Regions from separate parts of the Mus musculus genome. Here region 1 is linked to region 2. The links are chromatin contacts, called in public HiChIP or PLAC-seq maps. All regions are on one chromosome and are shown on one strand. The core of a region is the stretch at or near the end of the contact, and the rest is flanking DNA. Distances in the headings are between cores, read along the strand shown.

Evidence for each region. HiChIP or PLAC-seq counts read pairs in DNA pulled down with a chosen protein or histone mark.
Region 1: an H3K27ac HiChIP or PLAC-seq map of hepatocytes shows a contact between it and region 2, with 3 times the contacts expected there. The contact joins two enhancer-like sites. A contact is called at or near these places in 9 of 484 Hi-C or Micro-C datasets (embryonic stem cells, germinal center B cells, liver and 4 more), 3 of 115 datasets of contacts at active chromatin or transcription factors (embryonic stem cells, hepatocytes and liver) and 1 of 9 other capture datasets (adipose tissue).

Annotation. Positions count from the first base shown.
Region 1 is chr1:106,266,440-106,269,526 of GRCm38.p6, reverse strand. The region is part of intron 1 of Phlpp1 (PH domain and leucine rich repeat protein phosphatase 1); the gene reads right to left. Among named protein-coding and RNA genes, the nearest start is that of Phlpp1, 96 kb to the right of the region's middle. Within about 2 kb of position 1,261, at least 14 of the 459 cell types and tissues checked have an H3K27ac peak or open chromatin away from gene starts, as enhancers often do. A contact at or near this core is called in hepatocytes and liver, where this site is marked.
Region 2 is chr1:106,191,750-106,195,213 of GRCm38.p6, reverse strand. The region is part of intron 1 of Phlpp1 (PH domain and leucine rich repeat protein phosphatase 1); the gene reads right to left. Among named protein-coding and RNA genes, the nearest start is that of Phlpp1, 22 kb to the right of the region's middle. Within about 2 kb of position 1,848, at least 9 of the 459 cell types and tissues checked have an H3K27ac peak or open chromatin away from gene starts, as enhancers often do. A contact at or near this core is called in hepatocytes and liver, where this site is marked.

The DNA of each region.
Region 1 (3,087 bases), core at 12-2,511, 75 kb before region 2:
GACCACCGTGGGTGGCAGAGCCTTCTATCACAGAGCCACATGGAACAGTCTTTCAAATCGAGAGTACTGACTCAGTTCCTTGTGAGGCATATTCAAAAACCAGACAGTATTTACCAGGGGATCTTTTTGTAGCTTTATATCTCCATTTCCATTGTGTTTTGGAGTCCAAGTCCAATCTCATCCCTTGACTTGTAGAGCCAAGTGCAGGCAAAATATTTGTAAACTTTTCACTAGGTGCAAGCTCAACACCTAACCTAATATGGGGAATACACTATGTGTTCTCTAAGTTACCTACTAGAGAAATAAGCACAACGAATCTGTTTGGCCCAAAGAAACCCAATTCCCAACTATGTAGCAAATAATTCAAACAAAATTTCAGCTGAAATTTTGGGAAAAGGAAAAAAAATACAGGAAAATGGGTGTCTCAAAGCAAATCTTTCTACTCTCTAATAATCTTCAGTTTATACAACTGAACAAAATATTTGTCTAGAGTTAACAGCAACATTATTTTAAGCTTCTCTTCTAGAAATATTAAAGATTTTATTGTTATACAAGTCATAAAATGCCATTAATCAACATGGCACTAAAACTGTGGGAAATACTTAGAGTACACACAGGAAAAGTAATTGTCACTTTAAAATGGCAAGCACTACACAATGCAAAATAGATCTATTTTTATATGAATGTACAAAAATTACAATGTGCTGTTTAGCTTGAGACTGGTGAGTTTTTAACAACTTGAATTTTAATTCCTGAATATACGTGATAGTTACATCTCTCCATCTCTCCTGGAATGCAACTGAAGTCGTATACTGGTCCTGACCAACAAACTGTGGGCTGGGACATACATGCCATTTCCAGAACTGCCTATGAAACAGCCCACGCTACACTGTGCTCTACATACTTTCCACCCACTGCCCAGACAGAAAGACTGGGGCCAGCAGATTCTGAGGGCTCTCAGGCATGGGTAAGCCACAAGACAGAAGTCTAAGTTCCTGTGTCAGCTGAAATGGAGCTCCCTGCCTGGACAGATTAGCCACAAACTCAATCAAGAGAACTTGAAAGAAAAAAATTCTATTACACTTTACCTGCTCTGTACAGTTGCTGCATTAACTAAGATTTCTTCATCAGTTACATTCAAACTAACTATACCCTCACTGGAGCAAGTTTCTAGATCTGGAAATGCTAAGAGTAGGGTACTAGGTTCCCGCTCTTCCAACATGCAACCAAAACTATGAAAACCTGTAAGCAAGCCTGTCCAAACACGCAGATTTCAACAGTGTGGCAAGCAGCCCATTGCCCAATACTGGAATGACTCTGAGCTGCTAGTAAAGGGCCCCTGAAGCAAGAAGGCAGCCAGCTTCTATTGAGAACGAGTCTTAGACCCAGAGGCAGCACAACTACCATGAACTGTATTGACCTAAGTAATTTATTTTCTCATAGCTCTAGAGTCTACAAGTCCAAAGTCAAGGTGTTGGTGGATTTGGTTCTGGGGGCTCTAAGAGAGAAACTACCTTATGCCCGGCTCTTGAATTCTGGTGGTACAATTCTTGGCACTCACTCTTCAGCTTGCAGTCTAACTCCGGTCTTACCCTCACTTCTTGTTGGACTCAGAGCCTAAGTTAATCAATAATGATCCCATCTTGACTAATTATAGCATGTTGAGGCTCCAGTGGGACAATACTTCTTGGAATAACCATTGACTGTACAACTGACCTCTAATCTAAATAAGTCTAATTTTCTTCATTTTTTAATTCAAAGATTAAGTATTTACTACCTATATCTAGTATTGCAATACTTTTCAGTTCAGTGTAGTTGAAAGTGTTTATAAAACCTAATATCATGTAATTAATACTATGCAATTCACTTAACAGAGCCCTAAATAGATGCAAGGCACAATATAGTGTTTTGACTTTGAAATCCTAAAAGTAAATGCTGCAGAAATGAAGGTATCATGCTGCTTGATAGCCTATCTAGAAATCCAAACTAATAACGGCACATGGCACATCTAGCCGGGGCTTTCTTTGGAGGAGTTGGGGTTGCAGGAGGATAGTAAGAGCGCAAGGTCCACTCAACCTACGAGCAGACTGCCAGTGTGAGCAGTTTACTTCACGGTAAGGTAAACTTTATTGCACTATTTGAAGAGGAGCTCTTAGTAATAGAAAAGAACTTCAAAACCACAATAATCCTGGAAACTATCATGATCTTACAAATTCAACATATTTCCCACCTACTCACAGCATCCAACAGAACTAGCATTCACTAATTAAATCTAAACTAGATGGTAAGATACAAACATGGTCCACAAAAAATACACCATGAAATCCTTCTTCAGTTTCCATTATCCTTGGGAGTACCACCTATCTTTAAGAATAAAATGTTTTCCAAAACCTTAAGATCAATAAAAATTTTTAAGAATGAAATTACTTAGAAAAATAACAAGCTACCTTGGAAATATAACACTTAATTATCAACTCCATTACTGCAGTCATATGCTTTAATGAAAAATAGGAAATACAGCAAATCTACATATCATAAAATACTAACCAATGTTTTAAATGAATGGCGAATATGTAAAGTGAAATGCAATTTAAAAATAAAAATGACTGCCACAACATGTGAGTAGTTGTGAGATGCTGAGAAATGCCAATGAGCTTCTAAAATTACTTCCATGTACTGAGGGTGAACCCTGAGGGATTATCAGATCTACATACACTGAAGCATAAATGTCAACCGCACATCTTAGACTCAAGTCGATAACAAATACCTCACCTGCTGTGCCTCCATCTACATCTAAGTAATTATGCTGTCCTACAGGACAAGGCCCTCTTACTTATGCTCTCTTGTTTCTACTCTTCAAATCACAGTGGCAGCTATACACCCCCATTTGCACCTCAAAGTAATGTTTGGGCCCTAACATACAGAATATTAATTCATATGTACCAGAGTCTCGGCATATATAACTAAATTAAGATAAAGATTTATTAGATTAAAATAGGTCTTAATCTAATGACTATAGTCTTTATAAAAAGGGAAACTTGGAACACACACAGAAGGAATCGCCCAAGTGAGAAATGGAGGCAGAGG
Region 2 (3,464 bases), core at 599-3,098:
AAGTGGAGAGGGCCCTGAAAATCAAGCATACTGTACTAAAGCTGAGTAAGGCTTATGATGTACAAAGCACAGAGCATCAGCTGGCCTTCTGACTCCTATTAGAATGCACATCAATTCAAACAAAGCAAATACCACCTTGCAGGTAAACATTCACAAAACTTAAGTTATCATGCACCCGACTGGAGAAGCACGGTAGAAAATAATCTTGGTTGCTGTTGATCAGGGTTCACAAACCGTCAGAGCCAGCTTTCAGAACCAAGCAAGAGAACCACACAGGTGGGTGAGGTGGGAAAACAGGCATCCTGCTACTGACCAGTCACAGCCAGGGGTGGAGCTACCCAAGCCAAGCACACCAGAACATGAGCTTACAGATTCTTATGGGAAATTTACAGTGTTTAACCAATGACAATTAATTGTGAAAGATTTCAAACTGTGTCTACCAAACACATCAGGTACTGTGTGCTACATGTACCCCAGAGCTACAGAGCCCACACTTATCTAAGTCCTCCACAAGCTGCACGTGAGTTATACTCACTTTTCTAATTAATTTAAAAGTTAGACTTTTCCATTGTAAAGAAATCCTAAAACCATTTTACCTCTTTCCTGTTCCTGATAATTGGATGTCTTCAAAAGTAAGGAGATTATTCAAAAAGATTAGGACAACCGAGAATGAACACGTCTTTACCCTTCAGTCACAGCCCCTCGTAGTGGAGCACCCAGTGTGGCAGGTGAGGAAGGGCAGGTGGCTGGGGCATGCTAGAAGGATGAAGAGCAGCAGCTCCTGGTGCTCTGGGCTTTTCTTCCTCCTAACCCTCCTACTGTGGTGATAAAAAGAAAATTTACAACTTGATTAATGGTTACACAACTGACCTTAAAAAGGATATCCTTAAAAGAACATTAAAAGAAAAAAAAAATCAATGGAATGATTTATTATTCTTAAAATCAATTCCAAAACACTAACTGTGCCTCTAAGGCCTATGTCATCAGCCACAACAAAAAATGCAAACTGACCTATTCTGTACTATACTTAAGGTGGGGGAATAGAGCTGTGAACAAAATGTTATACAAGCAGAAGCAGCCATCCCCCACCTCCTCCACCCCGTAAGTGACTACACTGAGGTTCCTGCTGTCTGCCAACAGTCCCAAGTCTTCCCCTAGATCCTTAGAGATGCTGAGCTCCCAGCCTCAGGCCTTCGGCCTCCATACATCTGCCCCTCTACCTGAACACATTTTCATGTATCATTTATTCTAAGCACCATCTAAAACTCAGTGCTCACAGGAAGGATGCACAGCATACCCTGCCCCTGGGGGCACATATCACAGTTACGAATGGCTCTTTCTATGAGTACTTAGTAATTTTCTGAGGAGAATGGAAGGTGAGACATGGTCTTGCTCTATAGAACAGGCTGGCTGGGAATTTGCATCAACTTTCCTTTTTTGCTTCCTAAGGGGTAAACTGCAGGAAGGTGATACCAGATCCGGCTTAATAGTTGGTAAAGTCGCCCTTTACTTTGAAGTCCTGGGAGCAGGGGCCTTATCTATCTGATTATAGACTGACATTTTACAAGCACCAAGTTCAAGAAACCATAAAGGAAAGAGGAAGAATGCTCCTGGTGCTTTTCTCATGACAATCAGTGTCCTTGTTCAAATTGGTTAATCTTCTGAAAAAGCTGGGGCCGATTCAAGTTTTCCCTCCACCTCCAAAACACCTTATACCACCTTGAAAGCAAAGGCAAGCACTCTATAACTGTTTGAGATGACAGAGTGGGTAGGGGCACAACAGTATCTCATATTTTTAAAGTTCCTGTTACCACTGATCAGTGACTTTTGAACACAAATAAAACTTCATGCCAGAAACTGCTAAGCCTGTAAATAACAAAGTTCCTGTGTGAATAACAGCAAAACTGTGCAGCTATCCTGAGCAGGGGGCAGTCCTGTCAGGATTCCAGGTCCTGGTAAATTAAGCTCAATTCCCCAACCATTCTGTCTGGCGATCCATCAGCTTCGGGTGAAGAATTAACACTCACGGTTCTTCTGAATGGCCGGTTTAAAACCCTGTAGTTGTAGTTGTAGCCAAGTGGTTAAGCAATGAACTAGAAATTATGGAAGCTGGGGTTAGGGAGGTGGTTCAGTCAGTAAAGAGTGTGTGCACAGGGTGAAGACACAGCCTGCTGCTTAGCAAGTGACGTACAGGGGGCACATGCTGGCCACGGGGGCACGTGCAAGAGTTTCTTCCATAGTCCTTAAGAAGTTTATTACTAGAAATTTATGGAAGCCAGGGCAGGGGAGATGGGACAACTAGTAAAGTGCTTGTCACACACAAGCGCTTGGAAGCCAGCACTGGAGAGGCAGAGGCAGGGTCCCTAAGGCTTGCTGGCTACTCCAGCTCGACTAGAGCCCCAGGAAGAGAGAGGCTCTCAAAAAGAGGTGGACACACCCACGACTGACCACTGATTTCCATACACATATACATGCAGATAAGAAATATATAAAAATATTGGAACTTGAACATAAAATAGCCAAATGATCTAGGAAATTTTATACATATTTGAGGAATTTATTCTTAAAAGCAATCAAAATAATGTCAAAAACTCATTTTGAAATCTCTGCATATAGTCCAATAATGAACACAAAATAGGAATTCTATGCTTATAATTAAGGAAAATCACATGTTCATTAGTTTCTTGCCAGTATTTATTATTTAGAATACATTAACTGTGCACTATATCATCTGGTTTGCATACACGGCACACATATACATATATACTTAAATTTTATCATGGTCTTATACTAACTTTGTAAACAGATTTAAACTCTAAATCACTTTATTAATCTAAAAATGAAAAATAATATTCACCAAACAGTTCTTATCTTCAAATATAATCAAGTCATAGGGAAAAGGAAAAAAAGCCAAAATTTTCTCAAAAGTAATCCAGAAGTGATTTTACAAACAAAAAAGGAAATAGAGAAGGCATAATCCCAGCCTCTCATTTACTACATGACAGAAAGCGTCTGACCACGCTGCTGCCTCCTCTCCATCTCCACCTCTCCTGCACACACTCGAGACAAAGTGAGGAGAGAATCAGAAACTGCTACCACGACAACCTGCCCAATGCAAACCGAGCCAAATCTACAAGACCATGCCTGGCAATCTGTTCCTAATCTCCTCTTTATCCTCACCCTCTTTCCAGTGCACTGTGACACACACACCGAGCCCCAGAACGCTCGCCCTTTAGAAAATTCAGCACCAGTTGAAAACAGTCAAGAAGTCTCCAATTTAAGGGTAGACTGATCAGCTGATTGGCTGACTTAAGAAAAGGTACACTACAACAAATATGAAGGCTTGGTGCCACCTTCCAATTCACTAAAAAGTCTGAAGCCAGCTGAGTCCGAACTCTGAACTCTCAGAAAAACAATCTTTTCCTTTTAAAAAAGGAAGTATTTTGTTTTATTTATGGTTATTT